6 separate regions of the Mus musculus genome follow, and regions 2, 3, 4, 5 and 6 are each linked to region 1. Evidence: chromatin contacts called from public HiChIP or PLAC-seq and promoter capture Hi-C data. All regions are on one chromosome and are shown on one strand. The core of a region is the stretch at or near the end of the contact, and the rest is flanking DNA. Distances in the headings are between cores, read along the strand shown. Region 1 holds the start of Zfp286os (a long non-coding RNA gene). Region 2 holds the start of Hs3st3a1 (heparan sulfate (glucosamine) 3-O-sulfotransferase 3A1). Region 3 holds the start of 2810001G20Rik (RIKEN cDNA 2810001G20 gene). Region 4 overlaps Cox10 (heme A:farnesyltransferase cytochrome c oxidase assembly factor 10). Region 5 holds the start of 9630013K17Rik (RIKEN cDNA 9630013K17 gene). Region 6 holds the start of Hs3st3b1 (heparan sulfate (glucosamine) 3-O-sulfotransferase 3B1).

Region 1 (3,691 bases), core at 777-3,276:
CTAAGAGTACAGGGGAGAGCATGAGAAGTGACCAGCAGTACAGTGAGGAATGCCTTACAGGAGACTGACTAAGAAATGAGATCCTAAACACCTAACAATGTACCCACGAAGGCGGAACCGACGTGAGACGCCAGAGTGGAGATTAAGTAATACGAATTAAAATGAATACTTGTGGGACGGATCGCTGGCACCGCTACAGTGAGTTGAAAGATGAAATTCTTAAGAGGCCTCTGGCTCTAGCCTGCCCCATTTGAACCTGTGGAGGGAAGAGGCCAGTGGGATCTATTCGATGCAGTCACATGAGAACAAATAAAGAGCTCTAGTGGCATTCCCGCAACATACAGACACAATGTGACCACATTGGGAAAAGGTATAAAAGTCTAGTGACACCCGTACCCCAAGATCATCTTCGGGGTCCTGACATGTTTAAGTTTAAATAGAGAATGGTTCTGGTTGTAGTCCACTTGTAAAAACAGTCGCAACTCCTTTCCTGCCTCAGCCTGCAGCGATCACAGGAGCTGTCCAGGGAGCAGCACCTCCTCTCCAGCCTTTCCAAAAAACAGCTCAGCCGCACATTGATGGCACCTCAACCTGTGTGGCCTGTGGCCTGGAAGATCTTCCCATCCTAACCCTTGGGCCCAACGCAGGGAAAGAGGGCTGAAAAAAGCTACCAATCCCTGAACAGAGAAACCCACCAATCCCTGAGCTCCCCCAAGCTCAGGACTTGAAATCCTACCAATCCTCAATCCGGAAATCTCTGTGGGGGTTCTCCTCCCGCCCCCCAAAAGCTCCGCCCCTAGCTGTGTAAACCCTGCTCTTGGTTCAACTTCTTGCTGTCCACTCCTGGGAGCAGTGGCAGCCACCCCTGGATTTGTCCCTCGTCTCCCTGGATTCATCCTTCCACTAGATCTCTTTCCTGAGATTTGCTGTCTGGTGGGACTCTCTTATCAGAAGCAGCCAAGAAGCAATGAAGAGAAGGGAAGAATGAGAAAAGGGGAGCAAGGCTGAGTGAGCCTCGTGAGCAACTCGGCTCAGCTGGGGAGACCCTCTCCTGGGAGCTGCAATGCCTCTGCTGAGGAGACTTCCTCTCAGAGCTGTGTGGTTCCTGGGCCGGGTGTCTCGGGATGCTCTTCCATCGGGATAACCTTCTCCCCTCTGAGCAGTGTGGCTCCTGGGTTCCTGAGTCCCAGGATACACTTCCAGACTGGTCAAAGTGTGAACCTGTCCATCATCAAAGATCCAGTCTCTTGTAGAAAGAAGATGGACCGGTATGATGTCAGAACTGTGTGAAATCTCTTTCCCGGACCTAAGTTTCCCCACTGGCTGGCACCAGACCCCTTTAGCATATTTTCATCCCTGTCAGGAAAGTTAAAGAACCAAAAATGATAGTGTAGATAGATATCGCCAGTTTTCCAATCAAGAAATTCAAAGCCAAGCAAAGTGTGGACATTCACCAACTCTCCTGGCTTCTGAGACTTTATAGGTGGCCTCTCTGCTCTCTGGGTGCCTTTCTTTAGCAACACAGAGGTGACCTTAGAAAAGATCTTGCCAAAGGTTCCTAGTGCTAGAGAGTGACACGGCCGTGGCCTCTAGACACAAACATTCCAATGTGATTGTATTTCTTAGATTGCGCGGAAGGTTGATAATCAGTAAACTGTTCTTAATCGCGAGGAAGGTTAAATGAAGAGTCTCTGAATGAAGGTTAACGTTGGCCGCCTTGCGGCGCGGTTCCGTGCTCACCGAGCGCCCTCTGCCGGGCACACAGCGGCCGCCAGGTACTTCTGCCCGGGTGCAGACGGGGGTGCGCTTTCCCTTCGTGAGTGCACGGCCTGGCCGATCCGGACCTAGCCTATCGGACCCTCCCATCCCTGAGGAGAGCGGCCTGGGCCACAGAGGCGGGATGCTGTAGGTCTCCCCTGCGCCCTCTGGTGGAGCGGAGCTTCAGAGCTGCAGCGTCACCAAGACCTCAGCCCTACCCGGGCCGGAGCAGCGGACCGCGTCAGAGAGGAGGGTGGACAATCCAAGGCCAGCCTCACCGGAGATGGCTTAGCCTGAGAGCTGAGCTGCATTCCTTCACCGGGCAGCTTGCACTGGCTGGCTGATTTTAAGCCATTTCAAATGATCCCTTTTTAAGCCATTTGTCATTCCCTGGCACGATCGTGGAATAGAATAATGTGCATTGGTTGGGACATGCTGGACTGGTCCAGGGTGCTGTAAGCGCTGCCAGAGCGTGCACCCTTCCTTCTTTACTTTTAAATGCACTGATACGGGAACCACAAGTGAGGTTTCTCCTTAAGTCTGTTGATAATTGTGCAGTAGATGGAAGAAACTCTTGTAGTTTCTAAAAGAATTTACCTAATACTCATAGAGTAGATGTTAAGTCAAACTCAGGTAGACGAAGAAAGGGTGCAGAGCTACAACATTCCAGTTCTCCAGAATCACTAAAGTTTATTATTAATCGATCCGCCTTGTTTGTACAATCTTTAACACAGGTGTGTCTTTTTTTTTTTTTTTTTTTCTTTTTTCTTTCTGGAAACTTCAGGTCACAAACAGGCTAAACACTGTGTCTAGCTGTGTGGCTTGTGTCTTGGTTAAAGGGATAAGATGCTGCAAGGGTGGTTAGCACTGGCCACTTTTGTTCTTTGAGACAGCTTTAGAGAACTTTTTAAATTTTGTGTATTGGAATAATAATGCCCATCAGATTAGTGTAAAGATTAAATGAGAATGTGTTTTTAAAGTTGCTTGTGCAATGTCAGACCAACCAGCTGTGACTACATTTAATAATCTTATGAACCCTAGATCTCCGGGGGCGGGGGGGAGAGACAAGTTGGATCTCACTGATGTTGCAGGGGTCTTCCCTGTGTTTCATGGGGCTCATCCCTGTGTTCCCTCATGGGAGCCCTGTCTCAGGGTTCCTGCGTGGTGAGTCTGAAGTTTCTAAGGCAGGACTGGTTTGCACGGTTTACCACTCTTCCCTACATTCCTCTCGGCAGGACAGCCACCCTTTCAGAAAGCAGAAGCAGAGATGGCTGCTGGGATGTTTGCAATTGGACCCCTGGTAAGTCGGGGTCTACTGGTTCCTGCCTGCTGCGTTGTCTGGGGGGCATCTACTGTTCTGGAATCTCGAAGCTTCTCTGCCTCACCCACACTCCTTCAACTGAGACCAGAGCCACATTTTTTGACCTATAAAAAATGGGGCCACCCCAATAAAAGTTATTATGTGTAAAAGAAAGTGCTCTCTGTTGGGGGGACAAAGGCCCGTGTAACCACTGAGCACTAGGGAGCCAGGAATGCTAAACACACCCGAGCACCTCCTCAATGCAGGAAATAAAAACCTGGTTTTCACCCCCAGAAGACTTGGAGTGGATATTGTTGACATCTGGTGACCTTTTTGCTATCTATGGTGACCTGATTTTTCCATGTTCTAATAATCAAAATGTATGGTGTTTTCAGCACTAGGGTCTCGCTGTCAAGTTCTTGGAAGCAACCAAGAGCAGTGGCAATAGCTGGCATTGTTCCTTTTGAACTCGGTTGGGTGGTTTAACTCGGCTGTTCTGGCTCAAACTCCTCTCCGAGCTGACTGATTCACACTGGCTTCTCTGGGCTTCTCCTGAATTGCTGTTTAGCCTCAAACTAACTGTGTCGATCTCTTCTGGTCCTCTGGTGAGAGAACAAATATTCTGGGTTCAGA
Region 2 (3,691 bases), core at 429-2,928, 1.7 Mb before region 1:
GTCAAGGCAAATAAATACCGGAGCAAAGACCCATGTTAACCACAGGGAATTACCCCAAAGATAAAGGAATAGACATAGGCTTCCCTTGGTAAGCCCAGTAATGAGGAACAGTTTTCTAACTTAAAAGGAAACTCTCCTCTTTCCTTTTCTTTTCCTTTATCTAATTACTAGGGCGATTTCAAGGAATAAGATGTTTGGGGAACTGGGGAGCCCTGACAATTAAAATCAAGATCTCCATTCCTCTCTCCATCTGCCCCTCCCCAAGGGAGAAGAACGGGAGCCCAAGATGGGAACAGCTACTGCTCCCCCTTTGCCATCCCTTCCTAGTCTCCCCCTCTGCACAGCCAGCGCTCAGAAGTACCCATGGGGGTCCCCGCGCTCACCGGTACCAGGCGAGGCCCTTGTGGTAGCTGCGGTCAAAAAAGTGGGGCTCAGCACCCACGGCACGCACGTCGGGGTGCACGCGCAGGAACTCCAGCAGCGCCCGCGTGCCGCCCTTCTTCACGCCGATGATGATGGCCTGCGGCAGCTGCTTGCTGCCCTCGTCCAGAAGTAAGGCCAGGGTCCCCGGCTGGGCCTCGGCCACGCTGCTTCCCGCCCCGGAGCCTCCTGGTGCGGCGGCCAGCCCAGGGCTCTGCTCCTCCTGGTCGCTGCTGTCTCCTGGCCCCGACCGCCCGCGCCTCCTCCGTTGCCTCAGCTGCAGGAGGCGCTTCCTTGGCGCTCCCGCGGGCCACATCGCCAGTTCCCTGGGTCCTGCAGGGACGCCGCGCCCCGGGACCCCCGCGACGGGGCCCGAGCCGGGTGGGCAGCGCTCCGCCAGGCAGTAGAAGACGTAGAGGGAAGTGAGTAGCGAGCAGAGCATCAGCAAGAACTTCCTGAAGATGCTGCGCGACAGTGGCTCCGCCGGGCTGGGCTGGGCGCCGGTGGGACCCGAGGGGGCCATCCTAGCCAGAGGCGACCTCGGACGGCGAGCGGGCCATGCTAGGCCACGACTGTGCTGGGAGCTCCGCCATCCCCGCTGCCAGCCAGCGTGCTGCCCCGCGGCCGCATCGCCTGAGCCGCCCTGCGTGCCTGAGAGCTGCCCCGCTGGGCGGCAGCAGGGGCTGGAACTAGGGACCAAGCACTGCGAGCCCTTCTTGGGGTCCTGGGCTTCGGGCGACGAGGAGGAAAGGGGTGCGGGGCCGTGCTTAAGAAACCATGGTCTTGGGTCTGAAACGCGCCCGAGTCCTGAGCCTAGCTGCGCAGAGCTCCGCGCCCTGGGTCTCCGAGAGTCGCCCGGCAAGGGAGTCTCTGCGGCGGCAGTGGCGAAGGTGCTCGGCTCAGCAGGGTCCTGAGCGGTGCGGAACTTGGCTCAGCGATAACACATCCTTGGCTCAGTCCCCCGTGGAGCGGGCGCAGGACTCTCGGGCCGAAGAATTGTGTACGCTCCGGTTAGAACGAGTGACCCTTTTTCCAGCTTCTGCTCTCCTGGCCCGCCCAGGAGCGTGCCCTGAGTCCTGGCTCAGCTCGTCTCAGCAACCGAGCAAGCAAAGTCCCCCTAGTCCCTCTATCCGAATGGGACTCAAGCCTTCTGGCCTCTTGAGCGCTCCGGAAGTCTACCCACTCCTCTGGGGCCCCAGCTGGGAACAGCTTGGAGGGGCCCCGCTGTGCGGGACCTGTCAGCCACCGCTGCCACTGTGCTCTTGGGCTCTCCCCGCAGCCTCCTCAGCCGCTACCGCCACACGTGGGACGCGAAGGACAGCAAACTTGGTGGTGACGTCAACGGCCCAGGCCAGACCAACGCGGGGATCCGCTCTAGGGTGCAGAGCAGAGGCGCAGGGGCCGGGCTAGAGAGGCAGAAGGGGTGGGACCGGGACAAAAAAAAAAAAAAAAGGTGACGAGGCACCGCCCAATACACTGGAGAGGGCGCGGACGACAGAGGAGACGCCCCTTCCTCGCACTCCCTCTCTCCTTTCCTCCTTCCTCCTCCTCCACCCCTAGGTCTCTGGGCGCTGTCAGATTGACAGCGCCTGTATGATTGCCTGAGTCTAACGCCCAGCCAGTCCACCCCTTGCCGGATTGGGGGTTCTCAGACCTCTCCAGCTCAGCTTAGTCCTTAGCAGCCTTAACACCCCCAGATCCCCACTTCCTGATTCCCTCTGGTCCCAGCTTCTGTATTCCTACCCTTCTCCAGCCCACCCATCCCATCCCCTCTCATCCCAGAGACTTCTGAAGTTTTGTTCCCAAGAGTTCTTGGCAGGCCACGCCCCCATTTGTCTGGGCAAAGAGACAGCTTCAGTACAGACTTGCCTTCTACTTCCCTGTCCACTGAGGGCCCTTACAAGTCTGTCTGTTAGTTTGCTTGCTTGCTTGTTTTTCCTTTGGATTTATTTAAAAAGATGAAGAGTCTCATAGGACCTGGAAAGGAACCCCTTAGAAACTAGATCAATAAATACACCAAAACAGAAATTATATTTAAAAAATAATAAGTACAATTCCAAATCCGTATAACCAGTTGTTGATAAAGTTTAATACTTTGCATATGTGCACCACCCACATGCGTGAATGTGTTTTCACTCTTTGAGAGTTAAGAGTCCTTCCCTAAACAACGGGTTCCTTTTTCTCTTATTTCCCCTGACCCCTAGATACCCTTCCCATGCCCCCAAAGCAAGTCACAAAGAGGTAAAATCTGCCCCTTGCTGGCTCCTGGGGAGGTGAGTAGTAAAATCTTCAGGAGATGTTGAAGGTTTGATTGCTTTCTTTGGCTGTTACTCTGTGGTGGTTTTGTTTTCAATTTTTCATTTATTTGTATTTTATGTGTATGGCTGTTTTGCCTGCATGTGTGTCTGTGCACCACGTGGGTACCTGGTGCCAGCTGGAGAGTTCTAAATCTCTTTGAACTGGAGTTCCTGACAGTTGTTAGCCTAGATGTGGGTGCTGGGAATTGTACCAGGTCCTCTAGAAGAGCAGCCAGGGCTCTTACTGCCGAGCCATCTCTTCCACCACCAGATATTTCATTTTTGTCCTAATCGTATTGCTTCCTTATTTCTGTCTCCTGCAAGATACCTGGCAATGTGGGCTGTGCCCTGGTCACTGTAGCCCAATCCTGTGCGCTGTAGACATCTTCCTAGCTCCCTAACCCCTCCCCTCCCTGTGCTAATAAGAGTCCAGCAGTCAAGAGAGCTAGGTCTCAGGAAACTCACTTAGGAATCCTGGCTGCCTAGCTTTGACACTCAGATTTTCTCTCCTCTTCCTGCTCATTCCCCATTTGACCAAGGAAGTGTAAGTTAGGGGGTTGCCTTTCAGCTTCCACAGGGGCCCTACTGATTCTAAGTTTGCTTGGATAGAACTGGATCACATGTGGCCTGTTGGGTAAGAATAGTGCCGTGTTCATAAACTACCAGTCACAACTGATTCCCAGACCAATGAAGATCTGTTTAGAAGCAGAGACCAGAAAGCACTGGTCTTTGCCCAGGATGAGCAACATGCCTTGCCAAGTTTCCATGTCCTATTATGTCTGAAAATTGGATATTGACAAACCACTTTGAAGCTTAAGGTTTAATGTGTTTTGAAACTTTCCTCTGTGTATTTCAGTCTGGTTTGTAGAAGGAAGACAACAAAAACAGAGACCATTTAAAAGTTGCTCTGAAAGTGTGTCGTTGTGCAGATGGTCACCAGAATATATGTTTTCTCATCTGGAAAGCACTGAGCT
Region 3 (3,691 bases), core at 877-3,376, 1.3 Mb before region 1:
GTGCTCAAGCCAGGCCCAGTCTTTTCCTGCTGCCTTCACATGCTGATGTAGAACTCTCGGCTCTCCAGCACCATGCCTGCCTGAATGGCACTATGCTTCCCTCCATGATGATATGAACTAAACCTCTGAACTGTATGTCAGCCACCCTCCGTTAAATGCTTTCCCTTGTAAGTGTTGCTGTGGTCGTGGTACTTCTTCACAGCAAGGGAACCTCTAACTAAGACAGAGTTGGACAGTCTTTAGACAATTTCTATGAAAATAACACCTATTATCTCCATAATGTATTCATGTATGAAATATATGAAGATACTTATATACAACTATCTTCATAAAATTTTACATCTACAAAATTGGTATCAACTGTCTACACTAAGGTTTTAAGTATATTGAAAGTTGTATAACCACCCCACAATCAATTTAGGACTATTTTCATTTTCTCTCTATCTAAATGAGCCCTGTACCCACCAGCGACATTCCTCTTTTCTCTCTACTCCTCCCACTAGCACCAGGTAATTACTTACCTACTGCCTCTCTTTAATGACTTAAGAATTCTGGAATTTTCATACACATGGAAACTATCTAATACATGGCCTTTTGTGATTGATTTCTTCAACTTAGTATTGTTTTCATGGTTGTAGTATGTATTTGCACTTTATTTTCATTTCATGGCAAATAGGCCAGTATGTGGATATGTCACAGAATATCAGTTGATGTATAACTTGAGTTATATCCACTTTGGGATATTATGAGTGAATGAATGCTGTCATTTGTCTTGGGAATATACCTGGGAAAGGCACAGCTGGGTCAGGAGGTAGCGCTGTGTTTAACTTATTGAGGAACACCTAAACTGCTTTTCCAAAGTGGCTACAATATTTTATATTCCTATAAACAATGTATCAGGATTCCTACTTCTTCACTAACTTGTTAACTCCTGCTATTGATTAATTTTGTTTATAGCCATCTTATAGGTGTACAGTCCTATCACTTTTTGGTTTTATAACACAAATTTTAAGAGACAACTATAAAGAGATAGGAAGTACAGTAGACTGCTATACAATCTACAGTTTGAATCACGCAATCTCTCTAGCCCTCAGGTTCCATACCATGTAACCATTGAGTTAGGTATCTGAGATCTAGTTTGTAAAGGGCTAACTTATTTATGATGATCAGAGTTCCAGGAACAGTGGGTCTAATTAACCAAGATAGCTGTAAAGCAGAAGGCCTCCCCTAAGCAGCACTCACTGTTGGTGTGATTAGATCCCAAATTGTGCTTTTCATTTGTTGATTTAAGGTTTGTACTTTGTAATATTTCACTTAACACAGCATTTCAAAGTGCTCGAAAAACAGTGGATTGAACAGTTGTTAACTTTTCAGTTATTCACCAGAAATCCATCCTCTTCTTCCTTAGTCTAAGATTAATTTGATGGGGACAACCATTATCCTAGGTCCACAGTGATGAACTGTGATGGGCCTCAGAAAATCCCATTCTCTGCTCTGTCTTCCTGGTAAACTGGAAAACTCTCACAGTTCCTTCTACTGAGCAGCAAGTTGGCTCTTCAAAGCCTTTCTTTAGCCTACTTCACAGAAATGCTAACCTCATTCCATAGCGCTTTCTACCTTATCCCTATCGGGATGACGCTCACCATGACCAGTTCTTGCTGCAGAGACACAGTGCGTGCTCTTACACAAACTCCTGTCTCAGTGGCCCCTGATCAGCACCTGAGGTGAACCACAGAGATCTCACCTCATCGCTGAAAGCAAACACAAACTGCCCTTGTAAGTCATGTTTTGCTCTTTTAATGAGTTTCTTTCTTCCTCGTTTTTTTACTTACCAAACTCCACGAGAAGCCAACAGCCTGCGCAAGATCAGCCTGGGTGACAACTGAGGAGGCATTCAATTCTTTCAAGCTCAGGGGACTGCCGGGCCGGGCCGGACTCCAGAGCCCTAACCCCGCCACGACTCGCCTTCCGCCCGCGGGCTCCGACGATCTGTCCCTCCCGGGCAGAGAGCTCACCTAGTCTACATCTGGAGCGTCTGAGGGGAAAGCGAAAGCTCTACCATCCGATCTTTATAAGCTCCGCTAGCCTAGCTTTCAGAGAGCGCTGGGAGCCGGAAGTGACAAGAGGAAGTCCCGCCTCACTCAGAGGGCGGGCTAGCAAGATGGCGGCGCCCAGGAGCCGGTGAGGTGAGAGGCGTCCTGGGGTCCTGGGGACTGCTGCACCAGTACGTTATGGCCGCGTCCCCGCACACCATTTCCTCGCGCCTCCTCACAGGTATTGTACCCGGTTGGGAATGATCGTGGACGAATTGTTTTCTTTTTTGCCATGTGCGGTACCGTGTTGCCGGCCGCCTGCAACCTTGGAAGCCCTTGGCTTGTCACTTGGCAGGGAGGTGACCTTTAGGGTCACCTGAAGGGACGAGGCCAAGTATTGTGGACCAGCTTTGCACCGTAGGCCAGGTGGTCCCTAAGGCTTGATATCCCGTGCTCTTTGGAGTTTCAGACAGTGCAAGATGGAGGGACAGGATAAACCATGGGGCTCCACAAGCCTGGCACATGAGAGCCGCGGTTCCTGGCCACCGCCTTTTAATGACAAGAAGCGCACCTCCCCCCCCCCCCCCCCCCCGTTAAGGAGCTGTCTTCCAGCTTAAAGTGTTACCTTAATCACCATGATAATGATAACTGCCAACTGAATCCCATTGAGCCAGCGCTGTACCATCAGTATGGCTCCTTCCATCAGAAGGACTTTTGACAGATGTGTGTTTATCACAAACTCTTGAAAAGCTCCTATATTTTACCTTTTCAGGGAGGCCAACCTTAGCACTCTAACTAAAATAGGAGTCTTTATCCTTCTTTTCTTATATCATATTAATTTATCATGAATAACACACGGTGTAATTGTTCACACCTGCAGTACAGATGTGCAACAATTTAGTGTGTTCCTCCCAGTAAGAGAAACACTTTGTGAAAGTAAAGATAGTCTGTCTCCCTGGTTCACCACTGTATCCCTCATGCCCAGAGCAATGCCTATGTGCATTGGTGATGCTCAGTCATTTGTGAATGAATGAGATTGTGCTGGTAGAAATTTTAAAGAGGAGGTTGGTTTTGTGACTAGTATCCATGGATGGTGGCAAAGTGATCTATAGTACAGACAAGATAGTGGAAGCCATTGTGTACCTTCTCACAGCCCAGAACCATCCTGTAGGCCTCCCTGTCACTTACACACTGCCCACTGTGTCTGGCTGACTGTGGTGATCACTGTGCTTCTGTAGAGCTCTTTTCTCCCGTGCGTTTGTATGATCCCAGTGCAGATCATTTGACTTTCTTTAATGAAACATTTACGCGTCTATAATAAGGTAACTGAGCTAGGTGATCTCAAAGGTACCTTCTGGCTCATAAACCAGGGCAGGAAGTGGAAGGGTGGGTAGAAGAGACAAAGTTGGGCAGTACTTGGTAATTGTCAAAGCTGTGCGTTGAGTGATAGAGCCTCCTTGGACACCTCTTTTCATATGACTGTCATTTTCTAAAATAAAAAGTTTATGGGGTTCTTCGTGTGTGTGTGTGTGTGTGTGTGTGTGTGTCTGTTGTGAGTCTTTCTTGACTCACTTCTTTGTTACTTTCTGTAATCGCTGATTGTGAGTATTCCTCGATGCAGACACTCGGTACTCATTCTTAGAGGGCTCATCTCAGTG
Region 4 (3,691 bases), core at 668-3,167, 1.3 Mb before region 1:
TGTAAACCATTTTTTGTGTCTTCTCAGCTTATTAGATAGAACTGTATGAGTCAGAAATCTGAAGTGTTTTCTGTCTGCCTCTCTCTCTTCCTCCTTCCCTCTCTCCCTCTCTCCCTCTTCCTCCTCTTCTTCCTCCTCCCTCACCCCCCTTCCCTCCATCCCTCTCTCTCTGTTTTCCAGACAGGGTTTGTCTGTGTAGCCTTGGCTGGCTGTTCTGGAACTCACTCTGTAGACCAGGCTGGCTTCAAACTCAGAGATCTGTCTGCCTCTGTCTCCCAAGTGTTGGGATTAAAGACGTGCATCGCTGCCCATCTGAAGTTTTCTTACGCTTGTATACCCTTTTCAACTTTAAACAAGGCAAAGTCTTCAGGCTTTTTGTTTGTTTTTGACAGTTCATTGATTATAGTACTTTGTCAGCTACTGTGATGGTAGCTGACACAACAGTCGTTTTCAAGGCCTGGAATCACCATGGAGTTGTCTTTGGAGCATAAGTCATTACAGAACCAGAGCTAAAAAACTGCTCCCAGAATGTTTCCTTCGAAATAAATGTTGTCTAAATGCTGAGCCTGCTGTACTGTCCCAGGTCCTGCCAGGTGCTAGCTGCTGCCACGCCGTCATGTGCACCTGTTGTGACGTGCAGTGTTGTGTCTAGGGGACAGGTATACTGTCCCCCAAGCCGAGGGATCGCTGAGTGCCTCTAGTGTCTGACCAGCCTCTTTTGTTCCTTCATCTCTTGACCTGCCTGTCTCTGTAGCCCTCATAGAGGCCTGCCCCCTCAGCCCTGCCCTGGCTTCTCTGCTCTGTAGTCCTTTGCCTGCCAAGGGAATGTCAGATGCTCACTGCATTTGCACCCACTGTGCCAAAGGAAGGGCCTCTTGCCCAAGAGGCGTGCTGTTAGAGACTCTCCTTTGAGGGATGCTTTGATGGAGTCAACAGATATATTCATTGTTGGTGTGTCACCCTTTCTGGAAAGGTCTTAGAGGTTCCAAATTCTACCACAGTAATGAGTGGTTGCTGTCATTTTCATAAGTTGATTCTCTCACGTGCTTGTTCTAGTCACAGAAAGCTGGCTGGCATAGACAGTATTCTTAGCCCATATACTTGTTTTACATTTCAAATTGACATGGAACACAGCTAAAGAAAAATAGAAATTTAAGAGACCACACTGAGGAGATGGCCTAGTAAACAAAATATTTGCTCCACCAGCCAGGGACCCGACTTCAGATGCCCATTCCCCAGGTAAAAGTGGTCGTGACGGTGCATGCCTGGGGTCCTGGCACTGGAGGGAAGAGACAAGAAGATCCCCAGGGCTTGTTGGCCAGCTGACTTGTGAGTCTCAGGTTAAATGAGGAAGCCTAGCTCAAGAAAAAGGCAGGGGAGGGGTGGAGAGAACACTGGGAAGTGAGGAAGACACTGGACATCAGCCTGTGACCTATACTATATATGTGCATGTATCTGCACGCACGCACACGCATGTGCGTGCACACATACACACACAGGGAAACTGTATGTGATCCAGGTATTAGGAAAGGGCTTGTCCATATGGTAAAACTGAAGGACTTCTGTAAGCCTCTGATGAGACTAGACTGAAGGACAAGCTGTAGGCGATGGATACCATTTCCTTCTCTAGCATGTACCCTTGGAGGCAGTAGTCCCACCCCATTCCCTTCCCTTATGTAACTTTCAGGAGTGCACCCCATCTCCATAATTCTAATCTCCAAGCCTGTGGATCTTCCATGCTTTCCCTCAAGCTGTGATGGTCTGAGGGTTTTTATACGTACCTTCTCGGGCACACACTGCTCATGATTTCTGTCCCCTTTGCCCTGTGCTCCTGTCTCCCAGTGTCTCCTCTGAGCTCCTGTTTTGTGCCTTGTCTATATGTTTACCCCACCCCACCGTGCCCTGCGGTTCCTCAGAAGCAGCACATTTCCTGATGTACAGCTCATCGCCTGTGCTCTGCTGTGCTCTTCTGTGCTCTCCTCCACGCTGCCTGCGTGCAAACACTCTCCTTCCTCTTCCTTGTTGTCTTCCCCCCTCTCCTGCGCACGGCGTTCTGACAGTTCTCTAATGCCGTACAACCCTAGTGTTCCCATTGCGCATTCTCCCTGTGCTCATTCACAGGGGATCAATGCGGTCACTTGGTAGATTGTTTCCCTGTCCCTGCACGGCCTGGAACTGGACTTCACAGTGGGTCTCCTTCCTGCATAGACTCCCAGGGACTCTCAGCTGGCTACCAAATGACATAAAGTCCAGTCTGGCAGCTGCCACCTTCCCTCCTGTGCCTCCAGTACATACCCCTCTCTTCTGGCCATGGTGACAACACTGAGGATAGAGCAGGAACTATGCCCACGGGACTCTGGTCTTCATGGAGCTTACATTTCTGTGAGGAGTCACTGTGTGGTGAGTGCCGGTAGGAAACAGAGGATGATCTCGGGAGCGAGCTTCTGGACTGGCCTGCTGTAGATGAGATGGCCAGAGATGGTCTCCCTAGGAAGGACATCTTAAATGGAACCCAAAGAAGGAGAAGGAGCTAGCTCAAAGAGGGAGAGAGCAAGGACCCTGAAGTACATAGCTCCACGTGACTGGGCAGTGGTGAGCCAGCTGAGGAGCAGTGGACGCGCTTTAGTACAGCCAAGGAGAGTTTGAGCGTTATTGCAGGTACAATTTCAACCACTTCCGTTGGAGGTGAGGGGCTGTGATCTGTGCCCAGCTCATTCCAAAGAGAAGCACTGTGGGATCTGGAGACCAGTCAGGGAGGAAGCTCCAGTAGTGATGGATTGGACTAGATCAGGGTGTTAGAGTTTCTAGTTAGAGCAGACAGGAAGTTTGTTGTGGGCTTTCCTGTGTACTCACTGAAAGATAGGCAGAAGAACAATAGCCTTTGCTCTCCAGAAAATAGCATCTTCTCTTCCCCCAGTTACAGCAACCAAAACTAGCTCCAGGCCTGGGAAGGTAGTTCATTCAGCAACTGGGAAGACCCAATTTTACTTCTAGAATCTAAAAAAAAAAAAGAGAGAAAAAGCCTGACATGGTGTACTGAGTAATCTGAGTACTGGAGAGGCAGAGACAAGAAGGTCCCTGGGGCCTCATGGGCCAGCAGCTTAGCCTAGTTATCAAGTCTTAGGCCGTGATAGAACATTGTCTCTAAAATACACGTTGTCTCCACCTATACTGAAGCAACAGAAGAGGTTGTCTTCTGACCTTCAGTGCATGTGTGCACCTGCACATTCAGGCACACAGTGTCTTCAGACAGTACCCGTGTCCCCCGGGTACACATCATCCGTGTAGAACACACAGCATCCCCATCTCCCTATTGTGTTGTGTATCTGATCACACTCTCCATTTCTCCTTTCTCCACAGTGCAGTGCTAGCTTGAAGCTTTCCTGATTAGCTCACCATCGAAGAATCGTCTGGGGAATTCTTACTGCTTACCTCCATGCCTCTCATAGACTCTTCTTAGCTCTGTAAACTCAAAGAAGTAAACACCAGGGCCTCCCAAGGAGCAGGGACCTCATTGCTAGTGTGAGCCATATGGCTCCATTTGCACACTGATGGTGGCTATGGTGCCACCATCTTTCTTTATTCCATTATGGCCCCATGAACTTCTGTTGCAGGCAAGGCAAAGTTCAAGCCCTACTGTTTGCTGTGGTGTGGTACTTATACTAAAAAGGTGTCCTACCTCTCTCAGTTT
Region 5 (3,691 bases), core at 874-3,373, 1.2 Mb before region 1:
CAAGAACAAAGACTTCATGAATGAGTAGGTGGCAGCTCACCTTGTAATGTGCTTCTTGCAGGGGCCATCCCTTGCTCCCCAGAACAAGTGAGGTGCCTTCTCTCTATAGCCTGCAAGTCCTTTCTGTCCCTAAGGTGTTACTTCCCACAGTCTGCAACTCCATTTGTGTTGTCTCCTTCCCTGGCCAGAGCCCAGCAGAGAAACATTAACCCCCCTCCCCCTACCCACCCCCCAAAACAGACCTTGTCCTCTGGCAGGCAGTTGGTATCTGCTGTCAGGGAGGACAGGCGGGCCCAATAAAAATGGGCTTCTTGGAGGAGTGAGGCTGAGGGGATGTGCAGAGCACTCTGTCCGTCCCACCAGGAAGGTGGGCCCCACCACAGCCCTGAGCTGACCCGGTCTGTCCTGCTCCAACTCACCTTATCTTGATGAAGAAAGCAGTTTGTTTTCTTCTCTTCCCAAGCAGCAGCAGTTGAAGCCCATCAGGCAGAGCTGTGGGTGGTTTTCCCACTGCAGTCCATTAAGCAGCGGATCCTAAAGAGATTTCATTTGTGACACGAGCCAAACCCTTACCAACTTCCTCTCAGAGACAGCAGCTTGCTCCTTTTCCAGAACTGAGCTATTGTCTGAGCGCTCTCGTTCTGAGGCGAAGCACAGCCAAAACTTTCAGTTGCACAACAGACTACTGCAGTTGGCACACCAGAGGCTGAGGGGACAGTGAGGGGCAGAGCTGGAGGGAGAGTCCCCATTGCTGCCAATTTCACCATGTCAAGCTTGTTCTTGCTCAGTCATTTCTAGAATAAAACCCACCTGGAGCTCTGAGCCTTACCATCCCTCCCCTGGGCCCTCCTGTCTCCCCTCAGCCATGCCCTGGTTCTGTTACCACAATGAGCTTTCCTTGGCAGAACACTTCCTGCTCTTGTCATAACCCCACCCCATGCTGTGGCTGTCATTACTACTGTATATCATACTCAGCCCAAGGCCTGAGGGTCCAAGACAGCTCGTGAGATCTACTACGGCTTCCCCAAACATGAAGCTCAGGGTCCTTAAGGCCACCCTGTGCCCTGAGAATCTCCACCACCTGACAGTCGCAGAGTTAGCTGTATTGTCCCATCAAAACACGAAGAAGTCTCCGTCACCACCATTTGCTCCTTCAGCTGCTCTAGCCTTCCCTGCCTGCCTTCCAATTCCCAAGAGAACTCCGTGTTAAGATAAGTGCCCTGTGTGTGTCACTGAAACGGGTACCAGGACTCTTGAACTAGAAAGTGCCTCTCTCGTTATTTCCAACAGTCCTCTCCCATGGGAATCCCTCCATTGGGAAGGGTACTACTGGGCATGCTAGTATAGTCTGAGAAGAGGAACCACAACTGAGAAAATGCCTCCATCAGATTGGACTGTAGAGAGCTCTGTTGGGACATTATCATCATCATCATCATCATCAAATTAATATGTTAAGGCCCAGCTCACTGGGTGCAGTGCCACCTCTGGTTAGGAGGTCCTGAGCTATCTAAGAAAGCAGGCTGGGCAAGCCATGTTAGGCAGCCACTGAGCAGTGGCCCTCCATGGTGTCTCAGTTCCCACCTCCAGGTTCCCCCTTGTGTCCCTGCTGAAACCTCTAAACAAACTCTTCCTAACGTTGTCTTTGGTCGCGGTGTTTATCACAGCACTAGAAAGCACACTAAGACAGGAGGGCTGAGACAGATTGCTGGCCACCTGAGCACAGGCCTCCTGAGGAGTTCACTTTGAGGCTGAGAGAGCCTTGCTTTGGAGATGGCCGCTGACACCTAACTGTTCCCTTTTCTCCCCACCCCTCCTCACAGGAGCGCTTCTTCTGGGAGGGATCCTGTACTCCTGGCAATTCCCCCACTTCAATGCCCTGAGCTGGGGCCTCCGTGAAGACTACTCCCGAGGAGGCTACTGTATGATGTCCGTCACCCATCCAGCCCTCTGCCGGCGGGTGGCACTGCGCCACTGCCTGGCCCTGATTGCTCTGTCGACTGCTGCCCCGGTCCTGGACATCACCACCTGGGTCTTCCCTGTCATCTCCCTCCCCATCAACCTGTACATTTCCTACCTCGGCTTCCGCTTCTACGTGGACGCAGACCGCAGGAGCTCAAGGAAACTGTTCTTCTGCAGCCTGTGGCACCTGCCGCTGCTCCTGCTGCTCATGCTCACCTGTAAGCAGCGGCCCGGGCAGGAGGGGGACAAGGGAGAGGCTCCGAGCTGAGAGCCAGCCGGTCTGTGGGGAACATGAGAGCAGACACCTGCAGACAGACACACGGACAGCACTGCCCTGGGCCAGCAGGAAGCGTATTTTGGTGATTCTGGCAAAGAGAGTTGGATGGTGTCAGCTGGTGGCAGATCATCTGGTGCTGTGTCGTCACTTCCCAGTCCTTTTAATATTAATATCCAAACTGCTTCCCAAACAAGAAAGGGACTAGCATATGGGGTCAGTACAAAAAAAAAAAAAAAAAAAAAAAAAAGAATATTTCTTCTCCTGGAAAGTCTTTATGCATCTTTCCCTCCAGCCCTGTGTTCTCTCACCCACATGATATATATGCACATCCTCCTCCCTCCACCCCAGGCCAGCCCCGCCCCCAACACACACACACACACACACACACGCACGTGCGCGCGTGCATACTCACCACCTGGAGGCCACTGTGGTCATTGCTCAAACAGGTGAGTGCTTGTGACCCAACCTCTGTAGTTCCGCATCTGGAAGCTCCCACACACTTCCTCAGAAGAACACATAGTGTGGCTACAGCACCCCTTCTCTGCCAGTAAGATGGGGCCTGCCTAGCTTCCTCTACCCTACCAGTGTTCTCAACCACACATTCCCTGAAGTAACACAACACCTGGCCTGGGCTGCCCACTGGGAGTGGGGATTCCAAACGGTTGCCTGCAGATCCCTGGCCACATTGCCAGCACACACCACCACGTCCAATCCCACCCCAAACCAGGAGTTCAGAAACCCCAGGAAATATGCCACGTGTTCATCATGCTCTCAGGCATGGTCTCAGCATTTCCTTTTGGAAGGGCATCACTCAGCATAACCTGAGGGAGAGGGTGAGCTGCGTCAGCAACCATTTTATGCTCACTTATCTCTTTCGTGCAAACCACATTTCTACACTGGTACCTCCTAAGTCCAGAAGTTGGCCTCCGTGCCCAGTGGTGTTCAGAGAGGGCAGCAGGGCTCCTAGTGGCCATGGGTCCAGCTCTGGAACTCCATGGCCTCTGGTGTAAAATGCAGGGACCTGTAGGTCTTCGGACTGTTGCGTACTCCCCAGGGCTAGAGAGCAATGCTGCCTTAAAATTGTGGAGCTGCCAGAGTTTGAGTTCCTTGATCTCCCAGGGTGCTGGGCCCCGTCAGGATTCCCTCCAGGGCTTTAAGCCACACAGAAAACGGTTCTTGAATTTGGACTGTCCTCTCAAAATGTGGAAGAAAGGCTTTGGCCGTGACCAAAGGGAGAGCACTTGCTTAGCTCTGGGCTCGGGTTTGAACTTAACACCACCACAAAAGGTGGGGAGGATGGTGTCCAGAGTGCCTGCAGACAGTGTGCCCGGTACCTCTGTCTACCTTTTGTAACGTTACCGCCTGGCTGTGTCCTGTGGTAACAGGGAATGGCGATGTCTGCAAAGAGCATCTAGGACTTGTTGCGGCCTTAAAGTCTGTAAAGTGTGTTGATTC
Region 6 (3,691 bases), core at 381-2,880, 1.2 Mb before region 1:
GAGGTCCGGTGGCGGCCGCTCTGTCATCTTTGGTCACCGCTATGGCTAGGATGCACTTCAAATCCGAGGTGCACAACTCAAACCTACTTTTTTAGCTTGGCTCTACCGTCCGGAAGCCGGACCGTGGAGGAGCAGCAAGAGCTCTGGGCACTTGGGGACATTAATTCCGGGAGGGAGACAGTATGCACTCTGATTACCCCCACACTGTCTCAAATAGTTGAGTAAAGGGAGAAAGGATAAGATCGGTTCCGCTTCGCCCGCCGGTGCCCACCGGGAAGTGCAAGGCGCCTGTGGCCGCAGAGTGAGTCACCTCCTGCGTCCCCGCGGCCTGCACGGGGGTCGGAAGGAATGAAAATTCTGTCCCGGAACCGCACGCAGCCTGGCGTTGGAGGCCTTTCGGTCTTGCGGAAAATGGATTCCAGGCACCGAAAGGCTCTCAAGCCGCCACTTGGGTGAACGTCCCCATCCCGACTTTCCTAACTCCGATCGCCAGCGCAGAAATTTGGCCAGGCATCAGCGCCCGAGCTTCCCTCACCAGAGCTGACAGTTTCTGAGAAGACCCCTTTCCGGGCCGCCCCCCTGGACAAAGGTGCGAAACAAGGAAGCCTCGGAGTGGATTTTCACCATTAAATAAGTGCTAGTCACTACTCCTGAATTTACCCCATATCAACATTCGACTTAAAAAAAAGTTATTGGGGGAAAACGCCTAGGATTCAGTACAGAGTCATAGGTCAGAAACCCAACCAATCTTCTAAGCAGGGGCGGATGCCGGCTTAATTGTTTGTTCAAGAGAAAGAAGTTAGAACATCTATCAAATTAATGATGCCAAGGAACAGATACCCATATAAAACTCCGACATGTGACTTTAAGTTTCAACTAGTGTCTTTAAACTAAACAACCTTCCTTCTCTCTGTTCACCCCCCAGGCCTTTTCAGGAGAGTTTGGAAAGAGTGAGATAGTGTTTACGTCTGTCCCTATTAAGCGCCAGGCACAGGGAGACCATTCTGGACAATATTGAGAGAGCGGGAAAGTTAGTGACTTCCGCCGAGGTTTTCCCTACTTAAACTTCCTAAATCAGGGTCTGTTGGAGGCCCTTCCCTGAGCCCCGATTATGAAACTGGGTTTGCGGGTGGGGCTGGAAACACGTCTGGTCGGCTTTCCCTCTTCCATCCCTGTCTCTTTTCTGCAGCTTTTACACTCAGGAGCCGGATGGCGGGACCCTTGGATGAGGACTGGCATCTTTGTCACATAGGCAACTATAGCCAAGACTGGCCTCAGAAGCGAGTGTGGAAAAGCGCGCGTGTATAAGAGAGCGCCACTCAACCGGGTGGGACCTCTTTCAGCGTTGGGTCACTCCAGCATCCTCACCATCTGCTCCTGTCACCAGCCGATGGCCTCGCCTCCCTGAACCCGCCCCTTGAATTCTGAAGCCAATAGCAACCCCATACTGCTCTACCCCCCTTCGCGAACCCTTTCCACACCCCCACGTTCCGAGAGACGATTGGCTGTTTCGACTTGGGTGAAGCTCCGGCATTTGCATGCTGCTCGCGCCTCCTGGTAGGTAGCGCAGCCCGTCACTCGGAAGGCCGGGACCGCCCACTCCACCTCAGTGCTGGGCTCTCTTCCTGCGCAGTTCTCCGCCGCAGCCTCAGCGGGCAAGCGCCGGGGCTGCTCTCAATCTCCTGGCTGCGAGGAGGCAGCCCCGGCGAGCTGTCGTGCGCCCCGTCCAGAGTTACTGAGTGCGGGGCACAGCGTAACTGACAGCGCGTCTGCTCACAGTTCCCGTCGCCTGGACTTAGCTTTCCAACCCCGGCTTCTCGTGGGCATCATGTCAAGAGCCGTCGCCGCTGCAACCGCCGCCGCCACCCGGGGAAGAGCCGCAGCCTCGGCAGCCGCGCGCGCAGGAGGGCAATAAACCGAATCACTCCGGGCTCAAAGTGGCAGGGGACCGTCGCGGTGCTCTCTGTTCCGGCGGGACTCCTGCCATGTGCTGAGCCATGCCCCTGGCCGCGCCCGCGGGCCGCGTATGGGGCAGCGCCTGAGCGGCGGCCGGTCCTGTCTCGATGTCCCGGGCCGGTTCCTGCCGCAGCCGCCGCCGCCCCCGCCGCCGGTGAGGAGGAAGCTCGCGCTGCTCTTCGCCATGCTTTGCATCTGGCTGTACATGTTTTTGTACTCGTGCGCCGGCTCCTGTACCGCCGCTCCCGGCCTGCTGCTCCTGGGCTCGGGGTCCCGCGCTACTCACGCTCAGCCAGCCCTGGTCACAGCTCCGAATGAGACATCCCCTAAGATGCCCTTCCGGGCACCTCCGGCCAATTCGCTGGCTGCAGGCAAGGATAAGACAGTAGGCGCTGGGAGCCAGGAGGAGCAGAGTCCAGAGGCGCCGGACTCCCCCAGTCCCATCTCCAGCTTCTTCAGCGGCGCTGGGAGCAAGCAGCTGCCGCAGGCCATCATCATCGGGGTGAAGAAGGGCGGCACGCGGGCATTGCTGGAGTTCCTGCGCGTGCACCCCGACGTGCGCGCCGTGGGCGCCGAGCCCCACTTTTTCGACCGCAGCTACCACAAGGGTCTTGCCTGGTACCGGTGAGTTTCCTCTCCAGGGGCCGCTGCGCCGGCCGTGATCCCGACCGTGAGCCCCCACCGGCCGTTGCGCGTCAGGTGGGGAGGGAAGCAGGGGTACAACTTCCGTCAATTTAGGGCGGGCGGGGACCAAAGTGCGACCGCACATTGCTGGTGGACAGTTGGGGAGAAATCAGATGCTCCGGAGTAGGCTGAGACAGCCACCTACAGAAACTTTTAGCTTGGCACCGTTGGCTGGTATGCTGCGCCCTAGAACCATTTAGGTGATCTCTCCACAAAGACACCCACCCGGCAGCTACTGGGAAAGCGCCGGAGGAACCGGTTACCTTTTGGCTGTGGCCGCATCCCACGCGAATAACTCGGAGTGGTTAGGATTTTGTCTCTCTTGCAGCCAGGGACGCGGGGAGGAGTGTTGTGCGCCTCTGGGTCACAGCCTTTAACGAGCACCAACTGCTAGAGTCGCTTCTGCTGCCCAGATGGGGAGAGGGGCGCAGGCTAAGGCTCAGAGCCAAGGGTGTTTTGAGTCTAACTTTTTGTTACAATTCTTCTTGTTGCCGCAACCCGAAGGGGGTCTGACCCGCTCAGCTTGCGAGGCGCTTGTGCTAGGGAGGGTAACCGGGAGGCTGCGCGACTTTGCTGGCTGCGGCGCGCCGGGCGTGGAGCTGTGCTGGTCCCTGTCGGGCAAAGGCGCGCACTGCAGCGCGCAGCCTCTTTGAAGGCTTCTGGGCGCCCGAGGCGCTGCCGGCGCAGCCGCTTCGCCTTCCCGGTCTCGGTGCTGGGAGCGCCAAGACAAGGACGTGTATTTCTGCGGACCTGGTACATGTCCGACCTCAAAGAATATCCCTGGGCCATTGATTGAGAAATGAGGGTTGTTTCGGGGTCGTGGCTTCCGGCTGTGAGCCCAGTTCTAAAGGGACCGAGGCTCCCGGGTCACATTCACGACCTCTGCCCACTGCATCCCGGGCTGCTGGTTTGGTGTGAGTTGCTGGAGGGGTCACACCCCAGTTTCCGGAAACCCAGCCGGGTCCTCAGCGCTTTAGGTCATCACCCAGCATTAGCGTCTCCCTCGATTTTTTTCCCCCCAGACCCAATTACTTTCAAAGAGCATCAGGAT

What was found. Promoter capture Hi-C pulls out the DNA fragments that hold promoters and counts their contacts. HiChIP or PLAC-seq counts read pairs in DNA pulled down with a chosen protein or histone mark.
Region 2: a promoter capture Hi-C map of hippocampal neurons shows a contact between it and region 1, with 4 times the contacts expected there. The contact joins the promoter of Hs3st3a1 here to the promoter of Zfp286os in region 1. A contact is called at or near these places in 7 of 39 promoter capture datasets (the 3T3-L1 cell line, frontonasal cranial neural crest, hippocampal neurons and 3 more), 1 of 15 datasets of contacts at CTCF or cohesin (the NIH/3T3 cell line) and 4 of 484 Hi-C or Micro-C datasets (cerebral cortex, cortical neurons and embryonic stem cells).
Region 3: a contact with region 1 is called in an H3K27ac HiChIP or PLAC-seq map of embryonic stem cells, with 9 times the contacts expected there. The contact joins the promoter of 2810001G20Rik here to the promoter of Zfp286os in region 1. A contact is called at or near these places in 3 of 39 promoter capture datasets (the 3T3-L1 cell line, hippocampal neurons and liver) and 3 of 115 datasets of contacts at active chromatin or transcription factors (SST interneurons, embryonic stem cells and large pre-B cells).
Region 4: a promoter capture Hi-C map of liver shows a contact between it and region 1, with 2.0 times the contacts expected there. The contact joins the enhancer-like site here to the promoter of Zfp286os in region 1. A contact is called at or near these places in 9 of 39 promoter capture datasets (the 3T3-L1 cell line, 3T3-L1-derived adipocytes, hippocampal neurons and 5 more).
Region 5: a promoter capture Hi-C map of hippocampal neurons shows a contact between it and region 1, with 3 times the contacts expected there. The contact joins the promoter of 9630013K17Rik here to the promoter of Zfp286os in region 1. A contact is called at or near these places in 1 of 39 promoter capture datasets (hippocampal neurons) and 1 of 9 other capture datasets (embryonic stem cells).
Region 6: an H3K27ac HiChIP or PLAC-seq map of embryonic stem cells shows a contact between it and region 1, with 4 times the contacts expected there. The contact joins the promoter of Hs3st3b1 here to the promoter of Zfp286os in region 1. A contact is called at or near these places in 6 of 39 promoter capture datasets (the 3T3-L1 cell line, cranial neural crest, hippocampal neurons and 3 more), 1 of 15 datasets of contacts at CTCF or cohesin (embryonic stem cells), 7 of 484 Hi-C or Micro-C datasets (B cells, cerebral cortex, cortical neurons and 3 more) and 2 of 115 datasets of contacts at active chromatin or transcription factors (embryonic stem cells and forebrain).

The regions. Positions count from the first base shown.
Region 1 is chr11:62,755,155-62,758,845 of GRCm38.p6, reverse strand. It overlaps Zfp286os (a long non-coding RNA gene), which reads right to left and starts at 2,026. Exons shown (of 3, transcript XR_879919.3): 1 at 1,741-2,026. It also overlaps a transcript of Zfp286 not described here.
Region 2 is chr11:64,433,319-64,437,009 of GRCm38.p6, reverse strand. It overlaps Hs3st3a1 (heparan sulfate (glucosamine) 3-O-sulfotransferase 3A1), which reads right to left and starts at 1,678. Exons shown (of 2, transcript NM_178870.5): 1 at 384-1,678. The coding sequence starts at 943. It overlaps F930015N05Rik (RIKEN cDNA F930015N05 gene), which reads left to right and starts at 336. Exons shown (of 1, transcript NR_028445.1): 1 at 336-3,691.
Region 3 is chr11:64,077,919-64,081,609 of GRCm38.p6, reverse strand. 2810001G20Rik (RIKEN cDNA 2810001G20 gene) reads right to left here and starts at 2,126. Exons shown (of 2, transcript NR_033780.1): 1 at 1,833-2,126. Cox10 (heme A:farnesyltransferase cytochrome c oxidase assembly factor 10) reads left to right here and starts at 2,138. Exons shown (of 7, transcript NM_178379.3): 1 at 2,138-2,274. The coding sequence starts at 2,232.
Region 4 is chr11:64,045,902-64,049,592 of GRCm38.p6, reverse strand. All of the region lies in intron 3 of Cox10 (heme A:farnesyltransferase cytochrome c oxidase assembly factor 10), which reads left to right. Among named protein-coding and RNA genes, the nearest start is that of Gm51866, 15 kb to the right of the region's middle. Within about 2 kb of position 1,917, at least 33 of the 459 cell types and tissues checked have an H3K27ac peak or open chromatin away from gene starts, as enhancers often do. A contact at or near this core is called in liver, where this site is marked.
Region 5 is chr11:63,962,658-63,966,348 of GRCm38.p6, reverse strand. It overlaps 9630013K17Rik (RIKEN cDNA 9630013K17 gene), which reads right to left and starts at 2,123. Exons shown (of 4, transcript NR_131111.1): 1 at 2,075-2,123; 2 at 420-534. It overlaps Cox10 (heme A:farnesyltransferase cytochrome c oxidase assembly factor 10), which reads left to right. Exons shown (of 7, transcript NM_178379.3): 7 at 1,821-3,691. The coding sequence ends at 2,227.
Region 6 is chr11:63,920,223-63,923,913 of GRCm38.p6, reverse strand. It overlaps Hs3st3b1 (heparan sulfate (glucosamine) 3-O-sulfotransferase 3B1), which reads left to right and starts at 1,630. Exons shown (of 2, transcript NM_018805.2): 1 at 1,630-2,580. The coding sequence starts at 2,027.